2 separate regions of the Mus musculus genome follow, and region 1 is linked to region 2. A link is a contact called in public Hi-C data. All regions are on one chromosome and are shown on one strand. The core of a region is the stretch at or near the end of the contact, and the rest is flanking DNA. Distances in the headings are between cores, read along the strand shown. Region 1 overlaps Lpcat1 (lysophosphatidylcholine acyltransferase 1). Region 2 has its middle 33 kb from the start of Lpcat1.

The links. Hi-C and Micro-C count contacts between places; a contact is called where the count stands out from the background.
Region 1: a Hi-C map of microglia shows a contact between it and region 2, with 15 times the contacts expected there. The contact joins two enhancer-like sites. A contact is called at or near these places in 3 of 39 promoter capture datasets (the C10 cell line, embryonic stem cells and hippocampal neurons), 11 of 15 datasets of contacts at CTCF or cohesin (CD8 T cells, the G1E-ER4 cell line, the NIH/3T3 cell line and 6 more), 350 of 484 Hi-C or Micro-C datasets (2-cell embryo, 2-cell-like embryonic stem cells, the 3T3-L1 cell line and 172 more), 62 of 115 datasets of contacts at active chromatin or transcription factors (the 230-238 cell line, CD4 T cells, CD4 single positive thymocytes and 41 more) and 6 of 9 other capture datasets (adipose tissue, embryonic stem cells, embryonic tail and 3 more).

Annotation. Positions count from the first base shown.
Region 1 is chr13:73,503,935-73,507,706 of GRCm38.p6, reverse strand. Lpcat1 (lysophosphatidylcholine acyltransferase 1) reads right to left here. Exons shown (of 14, transcript NM_145376.6): 9 at 2,123-2,205. Among named protein-coding and RNA genes, the nearest start is that of Slc6a3, 31 kb to the left of the region's middle. Within about 2 kb of position 2,091, at least 19 of the 459 cell types and tissues checked have an H3K27ac peak or open chromatin away from gene starts, as enhancers often do. A contact at or near this core is called in Th1 cells, microglia and regulatory T cells, where this site is marked.
Region 2 is chr13:73,432,715-73,436,191 of GRCm38.p6, reverse strand. No RefSeq gene overlaps it. Among named protein-coding and RNA genes, the nearest start is that of Lpcat1, 33 kb to the left of the region's middle. Within about 2 kb of position 1,776, at least 71 of the 459 cell types and tissues checked have an H3K27ac peak or open chromatin away from gene starts, as enhancers often do. A contact at or near this core is called in Th1 cells, microglia and regulatory T cells, where this site is marked.

The sequences.
Region 1 (3,772 bases), core at 842-3,341, 71 kb before region 2:
GAAAGACTGTCAAAGCCAGAGAAACAGGGAGTTTCCTGTAAGGTTGTGTCTCCTAGAAATATCAGAGATGCTATACCAGTGAAATCTTACCAACATGGCTGCCTAAACATGACCTGAAGAAGGATGGCACCAACAGACATACATGCTAGCATAGGCAGGGAAAGCTCGGGAGGCCTACACAAAGAACCACTGGCAACTAAAGAATCCTGAGAGTGGGAGAAATAATATTCCCAGGAGTGAGCACACCGATGACTTATCCAACACCAAATGGTCAGCCCTGGAAACATACATACAAGTAACATTATACATACATACAAGTAACATTATAAAGACAGGCTGTATTTATGTATTTAGCAACACACTCACACACTCACACACACACACACACACACACACACACACACACACACGATTAGAGAAAAAGAGGCTGCCAGGAGGCAGGGGCAGCAGATTACTGAACTGAAGGCCAGCATGATCTACAGTGTGAATTCCAGGATAGCCAAGGTGACACAAAGAAACCCTGCCTTGAATAAAACAACATCCTCCACCCCAAAAAGGCTATGAGCTTGCAAGAGAAAGGGTGAATGGGCACATGGGAGAGTCTGAAGGGAAGAAAGGGAGGGGGAAGTAATAAAAGTGTATTATAATATCAAAAATATTATTTTATTGAAAATAATTTCATACAATATATTCTGATCATGTTTTCCCCTTCCCAACCGCTCCCAGATCCCCCAACCTCCATACCCACCCAACTTTTATTTTCTTTCTCTTTTAAAAAGAGAAAGAAAGAAAACCAAAAACAGAAAATGCACTTCTGGTAAGTCTGATGCTGCCCAGCAATGCTGTATAAGCAAGCAACCAGAAAGCACATGATAACATGCGGTTAGGAATGTGGGCTGCAGACAGCCCACAGAAGGGGCTGAAGCATGGGGCGGGGATGGGCATGGGACAGGACACACAGCAGTCAAGTTCAAGGTGGATTGGATGGTACTGTAAGAGAACACTGTGTTCTGTTCTCTGCACTAACTCCTTAAAATCCCTCCAAATCTGACTTAGGCAGGTGCTATAATCTGGTAATAAATACAATGGCAATCACTTGCTGAGTTCTAAAAGATCCAATTTCTTTCTTCCACCCTCAAAGCAGATCAAGTCAGAATGGAAGACAGGGATGCAGGGACCTTGGCCTGGCCTGAGTGGTCCCTTAGTTAACAAGTGCTCAGAGTTGTCTGTGGTGAAGGCTAAATGAACTTCAGGGTGGAGACTGGAGTAACCCACTCCTTCTCTGGGCATATACCATTCAAGTGGGACAAGGAGGAAGTAGGCAAGAACCAGCTCTAAACAGTGATTACAGATCTGAGCTGGGGTCTTGTCAGATGCGCTCCTAGAATGCTCTCTCCAGGTCTGTTGTCAGGAACTGAGAGTGGGACAGCCCTCCCTGCCCCCATCCCCACTGCCAGGTGGAGGAACCTCAAAGGTTCCAGCAGGTGCTATTGGTAGAGGCTACAGTTAAGCTCCACTGTATACAGCCTCTTCAGGAGACGAAACAAGGCTGGCCCCCTGGGGCTGCGATTTTTGCCTGGTGTGTATGAGGAATATTAGGGACCTTGTTTTAAGTATATGAATGAGAGATAGGGCTCAGAAAGTCAGAGAAAAAGGGTACTTGCATCACTGTCCAGACTCCAGGAACCAGAAAGAGAAAACAATACTTATGTTCTCAACTGTACACCAGAGGCAGATGGCAGCACAGGACACCCTAGGGGCTTAAACATACAGATACTACAATTCTGCCCAGCAGGGGGCGTGAGAGTGCCAGCAAACAATCCCCAGACAGAAGCACAGTGAAGCCTCAAGGAGGCTGTGACCTGAGACTGACATCTTCCCAGGTCAGTGCATGACCCCAAAACACACCAGGGTCACAGATTACTACGGCGGGTTTGAAACTTGCGAAATGAAGCAAAGATTAACCATCTTCTAAATGTTAAACAAGTCAAAACATCATCAGATAAAAGCAGGAGACACAAACTCAAGGGCAAGCACACGATACTGCTAGCACATGCAGAGCCTGCGTGTTCACTCTTGTACAAACCCACTTCCCCAGCACCGCTGGCAGCCGCTCACTCACTTGGCCATGACACGCCTCACATTGCTGGCATACAGGGCAGGATTCCTCTTCTCCTCTTCAGAAGGGCAATACACAGGCAGAAACTGAGAACAGAAGAACGGTGTTATCTCTGCTAAGGCATGGCACTGATCCCACCAAAGCCACCATAATGGTTACCTGTGTGACATTAAAACTAGCAGAACCCTTCCTCTGGAATTGTCCACCCATGACTATACATATTTACATACTCATAACTACAATGTCCACACTACACATACACATATCTAGACCCACAGGCACACAACACCCATGTGCATGTATGTGTACACACAGACATACACAATACATATATACTCACACTCACACTCACACTCACTCACTCACTCACACACCTGCAAACTTTATAGCTCAGCACTGCTAACCAGGAGTACTTACTGGCCCAGGGTACAATGTTCAACTCCTAATGATATGCATATTTCTATCCTTCCATGACAGTTTTATGTTGGGGATTATAGAGAATGCAGTTCTGTAATACTACAGTTTCTACACCTGAAATCTACTGTATCTCTGTGATAAAACATCCTATAAATACAGCACTTAAAATGATCGAGTGGCTCATGTTAGTGCCAACTTTACCATGCATGAAAAGTCAAAAGACTATTTCTGATTCCTATTCTTAAATGAAGATATTAAGAATATAGGAACATCCTGAAAACCTAGCATACAGTGTGTAATGTGTTTACAGTTACATTTTAGGAATTTCGAAAATTACAATGGTCTTTCTCATTAACGGTACCATATACCAGGCAATGTGAAGAAGGATATGTAAAGATTATTACAGGGCCATTCTCAGTTTCTCTTATCTGAAGATGAGACCAGGTCTGGAACAGTTCTGCTCAAAACCACAGGGGTCCCAACCAGTACAAGACCATGTTCCTTCTCAGACCTGATTCTGTTCTCTCCTGACAGCTGAGAGAAGAGCCACAGAAAGATCCACAGCAGAAGGACCAGCACGCTCTGGGCTGGGCTCTTAGTAGAAGTCACATTAGCTCATCTGTCCATTTTGTAATGCTCTGCAGTACTTATGGGAAGTAAACAGACTGTTTGACTCAATACAGGAGTGCATAAACTCATCTCTGAGGTTAGATGTAGGCCCATCAGAAGAATTCCCTTTTTATTCTTTATTTTCTTTTTAAAAGAAAAACAAATAACAAATCCAAAATCAAAAACACCAATCCTTCTACTTAGAGAAAATTCTATAGGCCACACATATGATTGTACTGAATTTAGCCAAGAGGGTAAGTTCAGTACTTAGGAACCTGCCAGGAGCTGGGAGCTGGGATGGCGGGTTATACTCCATGACTTACAGCTAAGCAGTAAAGTGACAGAATGAATTTAGTTATTCAAATCTAGCTATAGTAGTATTAGTACTGAAGGCAAAAAGGTTTCTCTTTTTATTGGTTTTTTTTTTTTTTTTTTTTTTTTTTTTTAAGACAGGGTTTCTCTTTGTAGCTGGGGCGGCCTTGGAACTCAAGAGACCTGCCTGTCTTTGCCTCCTGAGTACTAAGGTTAAAGGCATGTGCTACCACTGTCTTGCTGGCAAAAAGATGTATATGTATCAATTTTATATACTCTTAGACAATTTTATATACTCTTATATACTCTTCATCT
Region 2 (3,477 bases), core at 527-3,026:
TAGTAGCTGACCTTGGTTACTACAGACACACGTGAGAATTCACCAGAGTACTCTGGTCTTCAGAGACTCTCTGACCTCCATCTTGGTTGTCACTAGATGACCAAGACCTCACTAGTGGCCATTGGGCTGGACCTAGCTCCAATGGACCTTTTGGAATGACAGGTCAGGCCTCCACACAGTCTTTAGATACCAGATAAGAGCCCTGCCTGTCCCAACACATGATTTTGGGAGTTCCTGAGCAATAAAATACTTCAGGCAGGAGTCCCTAGTCTTCCTATCTAGACGCCTTCAGGGCCACTGGTTTATCTGCTAAGAGTGCCCGGCCCCAGCTCACATCAATTCTGTTTCACACTGGCCTCCCAGTCCGTGGCTAGCACTCACTTGCACTGATGTCCTCGGCCTACTCAATCACTCCAATAACGTTGGACCTGTGAATTGTAGCCACTGTGGCCGCTCACACATTAGAACTTGGATGAAGCAGCTAACCTGCTTATGTCTTACCTCGAGTTGGGTGGGAACAAAAAGCCAGACAACAACCTCCACATCATCTAGTCATCCACACTGGTGTATGTATGCCAAGCATCCTACCCAGAAGGCACTGCCCACCAAGAGGCCAAAGAGCTCCTTCCAGGGAGCCTCCGTGTTTGTCTCTGGCTTTCTTTTTTAGTGACAGGGACAGATGACTCTGAAGGTGGACTGCAGGCACAATTTTCCCCAGCACATACCATCCTCGATGAGGCAGCATGTGTGTACTGCCCTGGTCAGTCTGTAGCTGACACACAAGCTGGACGAGTGCGGCCATTGCTCTGTGTGGCTGGCACACTCCTTCACTGCCCTCCCTGCTCTCTCTCACATCTTGCAGTTCCTGTACACACGAGCTCCTCTGCTTCTTCACAGAGACACTGACTGTTGCTGGCATTGGCTGTGGTTCTAGATCGAGGACACTCTGGACAAGGCACCGAGGGATGCAGGTCACCCACTATCTGTGAGATCACTGCAGGTCACTGCAATTCCTTCTCAGAAGATTTTGGAGACTACCAAAGAGTCTGGGTTGGAGATCCCCTCTGAAGAGACAAAGGCCAGTCTCATTAAAAGGGCAGACGGTGGCTAAGAGCTTCCACTTCCAACAAGTCCTACAAGGTAGGTTCTCCTGAACTGGTTTCCACATATTGATCACCTGTCTTCAAGTACTTTTACTTAAAGCGGGTACTTTCAAGACTGAAACCACTTCCTGGACAGCATTATAAACAGGCATTAACCCTGTCAGCTCTCTGTGCTTCCTCTTCTGCCGTGATAAAAACCACAGTTACGATCACCTCAGGCCAGGTGTGCTTGACAAAAGGCAATTGCAGGTGTCCTGGATCTCTACATCAACAGCTAGAGCGGGTGATGGGCTCTGACTGGGCTGAGCTGAGACACCTGTCACGCTGAGTTGCATCTAACCTAGCTGTGGGTTAGAGTGTAAGTGTAAGACTTATTCATCCACAGCAAATCATAGAGTCCTCTTCAGATTTCAGTGCTGGTCACACACTGGGTCCATAAAATCTGAATTGTGTGGTTCCAGTATAAATGACGCCGGTATAAACCGTTTTATTAAAACACAGTAATGTTAGAAAAACAAGTCCACCTAAATTCACCCGTGACAGTTAAATAAGTCCTTTAGAGCCAGTCAATATTTTTAAATCTCTGTGCTTTGGAGACGTCTCACTGACTGCAAAGCTGTCGGACGGCATAGTCAGTCAGTAGGTTCTGAAACATGCTTTGCCTTTGCTTGGAGGAGCTTCCTGTATGTCCGGGGAAGGTTGATGAGAACTTGTCAGAAGTACGCTGACTGTTACACACTATCACAATGGTCGGCGTGTTCCTCACAGGCGTCCTCTCTACCGTCCACGTGAGCAGGGGAGGTCAAGGTGAGGCTAGGACAAGCAGTGGCCAGCAGTTAGCATGCTGTCTGCAGCAGCAACACTTGTTGGATTGTTCCCCATTTTTACCCTCATTTTATACAGAACACAAAGCCAATTAGAGTTCAAAAAACAAAACAAAACCAGAGTCAAAGCACTTCTCTTTCCCTTCCCCCACCAGATGTGCTCTGCAGCCTCAGCTGTGAAGTGGATTTCCATTGACAGATAGGTTGTAGCCTCAGGTCGGGTGTGGCCCCAAGCAGAAGGCTTCTGGGAAGAACACCCAATAGGTTGGTGTTGGCTGACACAGGCAGACACCCCAGTGCTGGCGGGAGGATGGAAAGGGCTGAAATCGTCCTAAGCAGCCAGGAAGGAACAGAGCTCCAGTCACACACAGCTTTGTCGTGAGCAGGTGGGCCAGGCTGATCCTGTGACACCCCCCCTCCCCACATAGATATTAGTCCTTGAAAAGGGGATGTGGCACTCTCTTTGTTCTTAAGTGAGTCACTGTCACCATCCTGAAGACAATCCAGCAGTCCTGAGAAGAGGAACCAAGACCTTCTGCCCACAGCGTCAGCCACTTTGGAGTAACTTTCAGCCTTGATAGGGCCTTCAGATGACCACCCACCCAAACCCCTTTACAGCCTCCTGAGAACACCAAGCTAGAACTCACCCATTAAGCCCATCCCCAATTCCCTGACCACAGATGCTATGCTGGCCACAGGTATGTGCTAGTCTTTTAAGTCAAAGCCTAGGGGCAATTGGCCACATTACAATGAACACTACTGAGGCCTGACTGGGTGTTAGCACGAGGACACTCCAAGCCCTGGCCTATGTGACCCTTGACCTGCGTTGACAGGACAATGACCCTCAATCCCACAATCCACTTGGCTCAGTTCCTACCCTCACTGGTGTGAAAGTCATTTTCCGTATAAATTAGGGGATCACTCCCTCCTCGCTCTCTCTCTTCTCTTTCTTCTCTCCCCCCTCTCTCTCTCTTTCCTCTTCTCTGCCCTTCTACCCTCTTTGCCGCCCCTTTATCTGCACAATAAACCTCTCCCACGTGGAACCACCTTGGCTTGGCCTGCTGTTTGGTTTATCCGCTCAAAATATATAGATTAATATTATTTGATATTAATTAACACATCACTGGGAATGTCAGCAGCTCTACTACAAACAGCTGTGCACTTTTGTAGTGCACACACACACACACACTCACACACACACACGTGACTCTCTAACCACTCTGCCTCTCTGGTGGGTCATTTCCAGCTTTGAGCTTCACTGTGTGGCTAACACTGCTCTCCAAGTCTATGCAAGATCCTGTTTTCCTTCCTTTTGGGAAAATACCTGTGAGTAGACTTGCTGAGTCACAGGCTATACAGGTAGTTTTACAAGACGTTCCCAGATCTTTTTCCAAAGCGGATGCTGCCAGAAGCTTCCAGTGAGTGGTGTGAACTCTCTCCAGAGCATAGCGACTCGGAAAAACTGTGCAGGAGAGTGGGGGTGTCTTTTTTCGACCTCCCATTGTCCTTTGAACACAGGGGCATGGCTTGGTATCCTCTTCTGTGTGGTA